Linked DNA regions of Cricetulus griseus: region 1 is linked to region 2. Evidence: chromatin contacts called from public Hi-C data. All regions are on one chromosome and are shown on one strand. Each heading gives the region's core, a stretch centred on a gene start, on an enhancer-like site or on the middle of the called end of the contact. The rest is flanking DNA. Distances are from core to core; before and after follow the strand shown.

The links. A called contact is a pair of places that touch in the nucleus more often than the background predicts.
Region 1: a Hi-C map of the CHO-K1 cell line shows a contact between it and region 2, with 7 times the contacts expected there. The contact joins the promoter of Ssbp2 here to the enhancer-like site in region 2. A contact is called at or near these places in 6 of 8 Hi-C or Micro-C datasets (the CHK-Q cell line, the CHL-YN cell line, the CHO-K1 cell line and 2 more).

Annotation. Positions count from the first base shown.
Region 1 is chr2:310,283,133-310,289,924 of CriGri-PICRH-1.0, forward strand. It overlaps Ssbp2 (single-stranded DNA-binding protein 2), which reads left to right and starts at 4,909. Exons shown (of 14, transcript XM_035440490.1): 1 at 4,909-5,065. The coding sequence starts at 5,004.
Region 2 is chr2:310,194,551-310,201,146 of CriGri-PICRH-1.0, forward strand. No RefSeq gene overlaps it. Among named protein-coding and RNA genes, the nearest start is that of Ssbp2, 90 kb to the right of the region's middle. Within about 2 kb of position 4,756, at least 6 of the 6 cell types and tissues checked have open chromatin away from gene starts, as enhancers often do. A contact at or near this core is called in the CHO-K1 cell line and fibroblasts, where this site is marked.

The DNA.
Region 1 (6,792 bases), core at 3,659-6,158, 89 kb after region 2:
GGTGTAATGTTTTGTATCAGGATTATTTTATTTTGAGTAACTAGATTTCAGGTTGCTGCTGATTTTAAGAAAGACTAGGCAAGGGGTGGAGGTATGGTGCAGTGGCTAGTGGCTACCTCTCTTGGAGAAAATCCCAAATCAGTTCCCAGGTAGGTCAGACCTGCTAGGGGATCTAACTCCTCTGGCATCTATGAACATCTGCACTCACATGCACATACTCCCACACAGACACATATATGTAAGTCATAATGGAATATATATATATATATATATATATATATATATATATATATATGCTTAGTAGAATGGAACTGTTGGAGCTGGTAGATCTGAACCTTGGCCCTCCAAACCCATTGGTGTTTGTGAATATGTAAATTGGAATTTTAAAAAACCAGAGCAATAGGTTAAGTAAACAGCCATTGCCTCAGATTAACAACCACTAAACCACTATTAGAGTAAAATGTTAATTGTTAGCTCTTTGTATCTCATTCTTGTCTGAAGGACTGAATGGTTCAGTGTCAAAACTGCTGTCTCTCCCCCTCCCTTACTGTGGTCCATGGCATTTGAACACTTTATGAACACTGCCCCCCCCCACTGGACTGTTGCCCCAGGGTGAACTTTCATAGGGTAGTTTGAGTGACAAACATCTCAGAGTCTGCTCACATTCCTCCCTGGAATAGTCACTTCTAAAAGAAAGAGGTGTGGCTTTGTGGTCTGGGAATGCTCAGCCAGGAACATGGAGTTCTCTTATTGGAATTAGTTTTGTTTGTTTAGTATCTCGGACCATGCTAACAAATCATTGTCAGAACTCAGTTTACCCAGTTTATAAAGCAGGTTATAAATATCTAATTTACTGGGATATATTGAGTACTAATGAACAAATTAAATGTTTTGAGACAGAAAATGATATAAGCTTATGAGTTATTTTATAAACTAGTTTTATGAAAAAAAATTGAACAGTTTTGTCTTTTGGAAAAATTATCCCTCCTTCCAATTTCAATTTTTTAAGTTAACATAACAAGTTTTCTACATAATGCAAATAGTTAAATTCATTATCAGTTGCATTTAAACATAAAGAGGTTGTCTCTTTGTTCTGTATAACACAAGGAAATCCTGGAGTTCTGTGGATTGTAAGAAAGAAGATATTATTAACCTTAATATTTTAGAGAAAATATCAATATAAGAGAAACATAAAGTAAGAATAAAGTAAAAACAGTGTTCCTAGAATAAGATTCAGTCTTCAGAAAGAAAATTATGCAAATATGCCCAAACAAAGAGGATGTATGTGTAAGGACCTACTGATTATCACTGACCAGAAAGGATATGACTTAAACAATTACCCTCAAATGTAAAGGCTACATTTGGGTGGCTAAGCTGGCCACCATTCTCCTATTCACATTCAAGTCTCCTAAAATTAACCAAGTACTCATGGGACTTAAAAACCATCTTTCAAAGTCTATCATGATGCTCTGTACATTATGAAGTTTTCAATTTCCAATCTCTTACTTCTTTTCTAAAAAATGAGAACAAGACACTGGATCTTCAACCCTGTGTCTGGGATCTCAAGTTTGGCTCTGAATTCGTGTTTCAAATCTCATTAATTACAATATTGGTCCCAAGAGGTACAGCTGCAAAGAACACTCTTTGTACTCAAAATCATTTGAACAAGGGCAAAGAAGCATTTTATTTACATGTGTAAACATTAAGAGAGAAGTAGAACAGTGATGGCTCAGGTAGCTGCTGAGAGGTTTTAATGATAATTGATTTGATTACTTAAGCTCCAAGGTCAGCCTATATAGGCATGTATACATATAAAAGTCACTTGCATTTCTTGGATGCTAACAGCCTTGTAGTGGTAACTGGCATTGGCAAGGTTTGCACTAAGACCTTTTAACATTTTATTCTTCCTAGATACTATGACCAAATTGTTCTGAATCCTATATCTTATTGTGCAGCTCTGTAATTTAGTTTTTAAATATCAGAAAACATGCCATTACCCACAGGACTTTTCTAATGTAACAAATGTGGGTAAAAACCAATCAGATGAACAAATTACAGCAATAGACAGTAGCGTCTCCAATTTTCCTTCATCATTTTCTTTTCTCTTTAGGACACATCAAGTCAAGCTGCAACTCTTTGTGGTCCTGCACACCACACACACGACCATACATTGTTATCCTATTAGCTACTCTTAGCATGGAGGTAGAGGGTCAAGTACACTCCAAGGAAAACTGAGTGCCTTATAGGAGAAGGGCCATCTGCAATATACACCACAACCTAGAAGTCTTGCTTTAAGCTTGGATTGGCCATCCAAAGTAAGTAGCCCTAGTGGAAGCTAAAACACATAAGTGCTCGGTTTCCACTCAAGGTTGAACTGGTCATTCTGCAAGCAAATAAACACATTGTTTTTCTTGTTTTGTTTTCACGGCCCAAGCCCATTTTTTGTTTTCATGGGAAAGCTACCTGGCAAGGCAATCTTTTTTTTTTTTTTTTTTTTTTTAAAGAGTGTGTTATGCCCCCCAAGTAGCAGCACACTTGGCCAAGATGGCCTCCATCTTTTATTCTTGACATAGGTGGTGGCTACATTTCAGTGTGATACAAAGCAGAAGAGGGAAGGTCAAGGATATAGGTCCTAGTTAGGCTCACCACCTTTGATAGTAAAATGTTATGACATAGTTGTGGACCTAAAAGTAGTTCGGCAGTTGCCAGAGGTCTCTTCTTGACCGTATCTGAGCAACATTATATATGCAGTGTTGTATGGGTAACAGAGCCTTGAGATGGTAAACGTTTTCTGGGGTAAAGCTAACAGAGGATAATTGGGCAACAATTCTACAAGCTAGCTTTGGAGGTAGTGTTTGCAAATGGTAACAACTTTATATACATTTGAGCCTTTTGATCAAGTTTTTTGGAAGAGAGGATTGCTGGCTCATTTCTTTCAGGTCTTCACAGTCCATGAATGTAATGTTCCAAGCACCAAATCTCTGTAGGTTATTAGAACCAGAAGGTAGAACATGCAAGCCGTATCTCAGCCACTACTGTGGGTCAGTTAAAACAGAAAGGGAAATTCTAGAGTTTGAAATGGCAAATTCTCTTTGGAATTAGTCTAGTTAAGCCAATGTCACCTTTTATACTTTATATTACTTCTTTTACTGACTTACTGTTTGTTCTGTAGAAATGTATATTTTTAAAAACCATGTCTATGATCTGTTATTTTTGTCATGATCATGCCTTGTCCATTTAACTGTTTCTTCTAGCTACTTTCTCTTTTTATAGTTTGCTTTTCCTCATCATTTTCCTTGCCAGCAGTGGAAGTCGGTCCTCGTCCTCTTCATTTTCCGGCAGTCTTTGATTGATGTTTGGTTGCCAACCCGTTTTGATTCTCTTTCCTACTAACTGCCCTTCCTTAACCTTCTGCTGTTTTATTTCTGTCACCTGCTATCAGAGCTCACAAACTCCATTTCTTTCCTTTCCATCTATCTCAGAATCTCCATATGCATTTTTATGATCCTACTGCTAAATGCTTAAAGCTGTGCGCAATAGAAAGGTATGCATCCTCATTTGAATGCTATTTCCTTTTCCTTAGCATAACCGTTCCTCCTCCTCTATTCATCCTTTTCTGAGGTTTCCCTGTCCTACCCCAATGGCACTTCTCTTCCCCTGTCACCTCCCATTTGAAGCTCATCTCTTCTCCCAACCCGATTTCCACCCTGTCTGATTTTACTGCCAAGGATCTCCGACAAAATAAAGGATGGAGTCTATCAGAAACCAGGTTGCCTGTGTCTAGAGAAACTTTTGCGCATTCATTGAAATGAGATTAGGGACTTGGATCCAAAAATATTCTCGAGGAGTTTTCAGCTTGGGCACAGCTTTGTACACCTTGAGCTTGGCGGCCTGTTCCTCCGGGCAAGTACAGGGATGTCTTTCAGGGCCTTCTCTGATTCTTTCCAGTCAAGGGGTCAAACTGAAATGACATTGCCTACCCAAACTATTAGGACAGGCCGAGTAGAGACTGCCTGGGCCCCGGGTCTGCCGCAGACCTGTGCAGAGTCCTGACGAGGAAAAGACCAAGGCCTCGCGTGGGCCACTATGGTCCCAGGAGTAGGCCACTTGGCCTCTTTGGGGGTGTGCTCCCCTCATAGAAAGGAGGCTGACACTAGGCAGGGTGTTCTCTTGGGACATAGGGCTTGGCTTCAGCAGGCGACACCACCTGGACGGGCGATCCGGGAACGGGGTCCAGTGCCTCCCCGGGCAAGGAGGAGAGTCTCTTAGTCCCTCAGCCACAAGGTCGAGGGTTCAGAGCGGGCGACCCCGGCCTGCTGGCCCTCCGGGAGCAGGGCGGGAGGCGACACCTAGAGAGTGGGGATGTGGTCAATCGGGGCACGGGCACCGGGTGTCAGGCCGGAGAGGAGGGGGAGAGGGGCCTGGAGGGGCCCCCCCGGGGCTGGGGCGGTGGGTCGGGTCTGTCTCTGGACTCGCCGGGCGCCCAGAAGTCTGGGGCCGCGGCGACTCCCGTTCCGCAGTCGCTGCCAGGCACTCCAGGCCGCACTTTCCCCTCCTCCCCGCGCCTTCTCTCCAGTGAGGAGCCGGGCGCGGGCGGCGCGGGGGGCGGGACGGCGGCGGAGGGAACAGCCAGTTGTTTAAAATCCTTCTAGAGCAGTTTCTAATTCCCCCCTAGCGCCCGGGTTCGGAGGGGGAGGGGGGAAGGAGAGCGGGAGGGGGGGAGCTCGGCGGAGAGGGAAGGAGGGAGGGAGGGAGCCGGCGAGGGAGGGAAGGAGGGAGGAGACTGCCGCTAAGGCCGAGCCGCCGCCGCGCGCTCCGGCAGGCCGGAGGGAGGGGAGGCCTGTCAGTCTCGCGCGTTGCCAGGGCGAGGAGGGCGGAGCTCTGGCGTGGGGCGGCCAATGGTGGGGGTGGCTGCGTGGGTCGCCATGGGGACGGGGCTGTTCCCGGGGAGGCTGTGATGGGTTGACAGGTGCGTGACAGTGGGAGCTGCTCTCGGCACAAGCATGTACGGCAAAGGCAAGAGTAACAGCAGCGCCGTCCCGTCCGACAGCCAGGCCCGGGAGAAGTGAGTGTCTCCGCGCCGCAGCCACCTCCGCCTTCGCACGCGCGCACACTCGCGCACGCACTCGCACTCTCCGGGAACCGCAGCCACACGGCCGCCCCGCCTGGGGGTGGGGGGGAGAGAAGCCGGGGGGTGGGTTGCAGAGGGAGGTGCGGGGCGGGGGCGCGGAGCTCGGGGAGCGGCCGCTTCCACGGGGAGCCCCCGGCGGGTGGCCGCGGGCGGCGGGTGGCGGGAGGAACGCGCGTGGCGGGGGGCGGCGGCGGGGATGGAAACTTGTTTGGGTGGTTGAGGGGAACCACCCGCGGCTTCACCTCCTCGCAAAGTAACTTTGTAGCTGTGGTCCAGGACTGCCGGGCCGCTGCGCGCGGCGGGCCGGGGGTGGGAGCGGGCTGCGGGGTGCTGGGGTCCGGCGGGACCGCGGCGGGGCCCCCGAGCGTGGGGCGAGGAGAGGGCGGCGGGCCGGGCGCGCGGGCGGGCGGAAGCGGGGCCCCGCCGGGTGCGGGGCAAGTGCGGGCGTGGGCCGGGCGGGCTCAGGGACGCGGGTCCGCGGGTTCCCCCGGCATAGGCAGGCAGGCAGGCAGGCCGGCTGGCCGGGCGAGCCGGCCCGGGGCGGCGGGGGAAGTTTGGGAGTGGGAGCGCCGAGTTCCCGGAGGGAGAAAGTGTGCTGGCCCGCGCGGGGTCGGCCGTGAGAGGTTGGCGCTCCTGCCTCTCGCGGTACACACACCGGCTCGGCGGCGGCCCCAGAACTTTTTGAGACTTGTCGTGTCCCCGGAGGCGGTGGCCACGGGCGCGGAGGGCAGGTCCCGTGGGCCGTGGCGGCGCCGCGAGGAGGGCTGCCCGCGGCGTGGACGCGGGGCGGAAGGGGGCTGCGGCAGAGATGCTGGGTGCGAGCCGCTTGGCTGGGTCGTGGGAGATACAGGTGGGAACTTCGGTGGGAGCCGGGAGGACGCTGGAGAGCCGGGGTGCCACGGTCGCGGCACGCTGCGAAGCGGGCTTGTTGGCTGCTATTCTTGTGTACTTGTAACGGCGATTTGGTTGTTACTAAAATGAGAGCGAATAGTGACTGTGACACCGAGGAAGAACCCTCCCCCCGTTTTCCTAAGTGCAGATGTTCAACTGATTCCCGGTAACTGGGTCTGATCTGAGGGTCAGGCATCCTTGTCATTGAACACACCGTCTTATTGAGGGGGTTCACGCACGCGCGGGGTGGGGGGGGCAGAGGTACTTTGGGTCCCTTGCATACAAAAATAGCTTCGTAAATAAAAACCTAATGTGTAGGCTACCGAGTTTTCCCTCATTGCTTTAGGCAGTTAGTCTTACCCTTGAAAGTTTGTTGTGCCCTAGGGATGGGAACATTTTCTAATCTTCGTGTTGGCAGCAATACACACAATTCCCATAGGATTTAGAGGTGGCAGGCCTTGGTGTAGAAAACAAAACACAACAACAAAAATTAATGCAGAGATGCTATTGGTCCCCCCCCCCCGATATTTTTAAGATCATGCTGTGACAAGGAATATATAAAATATATGGTATCATTGCCTGGTTAAGAAACTGCAGTTTACTGGACTTGGAGTTCTAAAATACTAGTTTACTTAGTAATCATTTATTTGGCTGTGATATATCTGATACAAACATCTGTAGGAGGATGCTTTAATCTTTATAAAGTACCTGGATTTTCACATTATAGGGAGTGAAGGAATTGTAATGTATTGAAAACATAACCTTATTGG
Region 2 (6,596 bases), core at 3,506-6,005:
AAATCTAATTCCCAGGGCATGCTGCACTGAGTGAGTATTGTCTATTAGCAAAACCAAAGCTTCATTTGTTTTTCTTTCCTACAAGAGGCATCTTTCAGACATAAATCTACATGGAAAAATTATTACTTTTCCCCAAAATCATAAGCAAGAGAGCTAGATCACCCCCCCCACCCCATTTTGAGACTCTGTTTCCAGCTGCAAACAGAGCAAGATGCCCACCCAGCCTGGGATTTTCAGAAACCAAGTCAGATTGCAGAAAAGACAATTAGGAAAAACAAATCTCATTTTATCTTATATTCAGCAAATTTGGAAAGAAATGCACTACAGGACCCAAAAACACATTGAGAACTCAAAAATGATTGCCACGATAAGTCTGATGATGGTCACAATGAGAAGACACTGTGAAGTCTGAGAGCCACCGTGTCCCTGACCTCTTCAAGGTTAACACCAGTAACAAGTATCACAGGTATCACAATGACAGGACCTTTAGCAAAGCATCATTTGGAACATTATTCATCTAATCCACCTTTACAAAGAGCTGGAGATACTTTCTGCATCCCACTTTTCAAAAGTTACTACAACTCATCTGGGTCACAGGAGTGAAATTAAACATCCTGCCATGTGTAATGGGAAGGGAAACCATGACCCATAGTCCCGGGTGCAAAGACTAGCTTCATTCCAGACCAGTTCCAGATGAAGGACAGCCAAGTGGTAAACTTTTCTTAACTATTTTTTATGGACAAAGATAGTTCATGGCAACTGGTACTAAAATGTGGTAGTAAATGTGAAACTATAATTATTATCAAGGATTGGTTAGTCTATTTAGGGTTTTAGAATCTCTCCTGTCTAATCTTACCATATAACACATTTTGGCTAAACACATAAACTAATTATGCATAAACACAGGTTTTTTTTTGTTTTTTTGTTTTTTTTTTTGAACAGCAGCAGCAGCAATCCCTGGACATGTAAACACATGTTATGGGATATAAGACAGCAATGGCTTTCACGGGCAGCTAGAATAATCTCAGATATAAATTGGCATCAAGTCCCTAATAAACATAGTCACCTAGCAGGAAGCACGGGAGACTGAACTGTTTGTGAGAACAAAAGTGGAGAAGTTACTACGGTAGAGTCCTGCTCGCAGAGTGCAGGGTGCCCGGGTGTCTGAAACACAGAGATGTGGATCCAATAAAAAGTCCCAGACAGAAGCAGGGATGTTCCTTCCTTCCTTCCACCCCTTCCTCACTCACACCCCTCTCTGCCCAACAGCTTTCCTTTTGACCCAAATTTGCTAGCTTATTGAAAACGATTCTACCTTTCTCATTACAAACTCATCTGAAGTAAAGCTGGAGAGTTTTGTACTTAGAGTAACAAAAAGAATAGAATTGTGATCATTTAAAGTCACATGTTATTTCTTTTTCTTTGTCTATTAGATGTTAAATGTTTGAGATATAGCCTCATGCCAACCAGTGCTCTGCCTGGGAAACTTGTCTTAGCAAGCTAGGCAGATTAATTCCCCCCCCCCAAAAAAAGAAAAACCTGACTTGCCACAGTTATGGAAGATCTATACACAAACATTAATTTCATACAAAGCAAGGTTGGAATGGGTGGGTCCTTTGATTGACATCCATTTGTCACTTTCATTGGAAAATTTTATGGGCAGCTTCCAATATGCTTAGACAAATTTAGATGAATGAAAGTGCTGACTAACGATGCTATTATCTGTATACCAAATATAAATGAAGGCCTGAAAACCCTGAGTGGTTCACTTGGACTCCTAAAACAAGGGGGGAGGGGAACGCAGGAAACTGAGACAGAAATGTGTTGAGAAGGCAAACTAATGAACAGAAATGGCATTCAGATATGTCAAAAGATAAAACAGATTTAGTTTTTGGAAAGAGATCTAACTCTAGTAAACAGGGCCAAGTCTCATGAATTGCAAAAATTACATCATGTACAATCATTTTAGCAATAAATTTATTTTAGCCATCAATAGCTAAGGGTGATTATTTTAGGAGAATGAAGTCAATACATTTGTTTTCCTGAGGCAGGCAGGGGCAGTATTGTGCTATCCCTGAACTTCATTAATATTCATTAATTTTTAAAGCACTTTGGTTAGCTTTGGCTATTATCTATATAGATACTTTGCCCTTAAATAAAATAATTACAATAATTTCATTATTTAAAATGTAATTAGCATGGAAGTTAAAAAATGCTACGTTTTCATTAGTGGACTTTTTCATTGGCGAGCATATTTTTTTTCCAAAGGATTCTGTTCTAATTGAATTCCTGGGGTAAAATTCTAATAACCATACTGACTAAAATAACCTAAATGTAACCAAAATTAAACTGAAAATACTTAAGTTTTTTTTTAAAATTAATCTCTACTTTCAAGAATGCCATAGTTGACCCAATTAGCTCTGCAGAGGGACCCAGTTGTTTGACATTCTCATGCATTGCATCCCCCAGTATATCACAGTAGACTGTCTTCCCCAGTCCGGTGCCTTCCATCCCCGAAGAGCCCAATGCTCATTTAGTGATATTTACCTTACAGAGTAACCAAATCCAGATGCGCACAGAGCTCACATCGCTGTAAAGAGAAATTGTTTCCTTGTGCTCACTGCTCCCACTCTCGAAGGAGAAACTGAAAACTATGAAAATTATCCTTGTGCAGCTAGGAAATTGCAGACAGAAATGCAAAATAGTTTTATTTGTAAATAAACCCAACTGTAGGAACCATTTAATGCCTTATTCTGCTAAAGCCCTTCAGCCTTTATAAATCAGACTTTTTACACTATGACAGATTAACAACCAGGACAAAGTATTCATGCATATGGAGTTAGAGATGGAATCCTCCACATCTTGATTCACAGCATCCATTGTGGTGCATGTTGAGCCACATTTGTAGATTATGAGGAAATAAATAAATAAGATTAAAATATAACCTTAAAAGAAGTCTGGATAATTGAAATTTTTTGAAGCACGGCCAAGGATACAATTCACTATAGTGAGCAACTGTAGTTTTAAGAAAACACATCCCCCCCCACAGTGTTTTGAGTGTGGTATGTTTGTGTGGGACCACACATGTGTAAGGGCATTCTGCCATATGATTGGAGTTAAATCCATTTATTTGCTTGTCAAAAGTAAATTCCAATCCTGAGAAATACCCCAGCTACCCTGAGTCTTTTTAGGTTTGGTATTGTGTTGTCTCTGGTTGGCTACTCGGTTTTGGTATGTGTCTAGGATAAACTGGACCCTTGGGGCTAGTACAATTTCCCTGTTTAGGTTAGTTGAAAAGCAGGGAAAGTGTCCTCTTGTTATTGAAGATACACGCCTACAGGCTCATTTTTCTAAGCACACAGTCATTAAGAGCAGACCAGCAAGAAGAGGAACTTAGCTCCTGCCTCCCTAAGTGGATTCAACTTCCTCCCCATTCCAGCAATGCCACAGTTGGATAATTCTCTTCAGAGACGTTTATTTCCACTCAGATCTACTGTTGAAGCCAGGGAACAATATTGGTGTATCTTCGGTGGATATATTTCCAATTCAAGGAACCAGTCGTTGGGTTGTCCACTGTTGAGTTACTGAGCCCTTTTAGTTGCCCATGTCTAACCTGACACTGCAAGCCGGGGAGGTGGGGAGGGTACCAGCACCCCGTTCTCCAAAGTCCTAGGTTCAAATGCCGTAGGTCCTAGCCCTTGGAAATTAGATCCAAAGTTAGTATCATCCACACCTTGCTAGAAAAACTGTGGTCTGCAAGCAGCCCCACTTCAAGAAGGCCCATTCCTTTCAACTGCTTCAGGCCCGCCTAGCCTCTGAGCAGGCTGGAATTGTCTAAACATATGGAAGGGAAAGTGTTAAATTCGAGTTGTCCTGTCCACTCCTCACCCCATCTTTGGAGGAGCATCTCAGCAGGGAGCAACTGGAAACCTGGAATCCCCCTAACCAGGTGCCTGGCAAGTTGACCTAAAGAGCTGACTGGAGAAGGAGTCTGAATAGAGAGAGCCAGTTGTGGTATCTGAACAGAACCACTAAGGACAGAAATGGTCATATCCCAGGATTCCCCTTGTGTGGCAGTGTAAGTCTCAAAATGTATTTTATGACCTCAATGCCCTTTATTCCGAAAAGGGTTTCCAACGTCCTTTGAGGTGTTAAATGCACAGTGGGCATTGTGTGTGTGTGTGTGGGGGGGGCTCCCTTGCTTTGCCTGGCTACTGCTTCCAAATAACCTTTGTGGAGGTCCCGGGGATGCAAAGCCACCTTCTCCCAGTTGGTGCAACCTCAAAACAAGCGGAAGCCAACAGGCTGCAGGACCAACTTGCCGCTTGGCCCCAGGTCCCCGGGCAAGTCCGACGGCCTCCAGCAGTAACGGCTAGCCCAGCCTTCTGCAGCCCCTTCCTCACTGTCCACCCGGGCCGGTCCCTGTCTCCACCTCCCACCCACCGCCTAGAACCCCACAGACGCTCTCAGCCCACCAGCACATTCCTAACAGCCCCAGCCTTTCCAGGAAAGGGAAGGAAAAAAAAAAGACCATGACATCACGGGCAGGTTTATTTGGGTTTGTTTGTTTGCTTGTTGGCTCGATTAAATACTCGTGGAAGGTGAACGTACCCCACACAGGAGAAGTTTGATGTTGACAAACTTCTGGTGGCAGCGAGACTGTGTCAGCACAACTTCCGGGATAATGAGAGCTGCTTTGCAGGGAGCGCGGCAGCGGCGGCGGGAGGCTGCCGCAGGACGGAACAGCAAATGCTATTCAGCCCGAGCAGTTTCAAGCCGCCCGAGCTGGGGAATTACTGTAGTCGAGCTTCGGCTCTTACCACCGGCGCTGGATCTGGGCGCGCGTTAGGGGGGGAAACTGCAGGCACAGGGCGCCGAGAGGGGAGCTTTCAAGTTACTTTGCTCCTTGCTTGCACCCGGCAGAGGCTTGCAGGCTGCGTGGTAACTGCAAACATCTTGTTCCCTGCTTCTTTGGGCGGCTGCCCTGGAACCAACCAACTTTTCTCTCCCCCAAAACTCCCTCTTTGTTTCAAATAGGACTCTCCAAAATTTATTCTTGGGAAGACTGACAGCCGGGGTCAAGAAACAGCTGTTGAAGTTAATGTTTCTTCCTCCCACTTCGTCTGATGGTTGTGCCCTGCCAAGACAAAGTGAGAGGCACTGCCTGGTGGCTTCTTTAAACAGTCATGCATTTAGTCACCCCCCCCTCCTAAAAAAAAAAAGAGGCGGGGAGGGGTGCAGTATATTTTCCTGCTTAACATACAAACTGATCAGAAATGCAACAGCATGTGTCTTTCAACTTGTGTTGATTACTTGCTGAAAAGATACAGCAGCTTTTAGTTTTGAACACTTTGAGCATTAGGAGTGGGAATGGAGGTAGGGGTGATTGACACTTTACATTTTAGTAAAGGGGCAAGTTTTTCAAACCTTTTCCCTCCAGCTCGACCCACTCGGCCCTCTAAGAGAGATAGAATGGCCTGGGAGGAGAGGGAGCAAAGAGTTCCACTTTGGCAAGGTAAAGTCACATTTCAAAATTCAAATCGTTGTGCAGAACCTGACCAACCATTTTTATTTGGAGATGACCATAATAACTTAGGGTGTCACCCTGACTTGGTAGCTTTTGCTTTATCTTTCAGACCAGACCTGGCGCCTCTTCCCTTCTAGGTAAAGTTGGTCTATACCCAGAAGGTATCCTAGAGCAGGGGGTTCCCCCTTCTTTGTGTTGCTCTCTCCAGGGTGAAAATGGAGCTGGGTAACCCTTCTCTTGGCATTGAGGGTTGTGCATTGGCTACTTAGGACTGTCCTCCTTCCTTGTCATGTCCTGACTGAGCAATGGAGAGCATGTGAATGGGCAGTCAAGTCTTCCCAGAGAACTTAACCACTCTTCCACCAGGCCTGTTCTCCACTGGGAATGCTGGGCACACTGGGTCAGCTCCTAGGAAGACATAAAAGGCCTCAGCCACATCACCAGGTTATTCCGTCAGCACATGGCAATGCTGCACCATCACAAACTGCTATTGCATCAGCCCCAGGGATATTTTAGGAAGCTCTCAAGCTGGGTCCAGCAATGCAGGCATGGGGATCACGCTGCCAAAACTGCGGAGCTGCTGGACAGGTGGCCGCAGTGCCCTCTCTAGTCTCTAGTACCCATGAATGCCCCAAAGCAGGCAGGTCTGCTTGGTGTCTTCCCTCTCCTCTCTCTGCCTGGCTCCCAGATACCACCACCTTTGTTTTTCCTCCAGCCCATTTGCTGTGTTTCAGCCCTTCTTCTGCTGTCTCCTGCATTTCTGCCTATCGTGGGCACTCATTAAGATCTTTAGCGGTATTTATTCATATTATCTGTAAATCAACTGCTTATACTTGAGTCTCAGCACCACACACAGCTTCCAGCTTGGGTGTCTGCACCTCACAGGCTGCTTTGACTTGGGTGAACTTTTGCCATTCCCCTGTGTATCTCTTAGCTTATCTAGTACCAGGATAGTGGCCAAGAATCAGTACACCCTCAGTTGGAGCCCCTTATCCAGGGCCCTGCTAATGCAATCCAGCAACTTATTTAAATTCCTTCTTTTTTTTTTTTTTTTTTTTTTTTTTGGTTC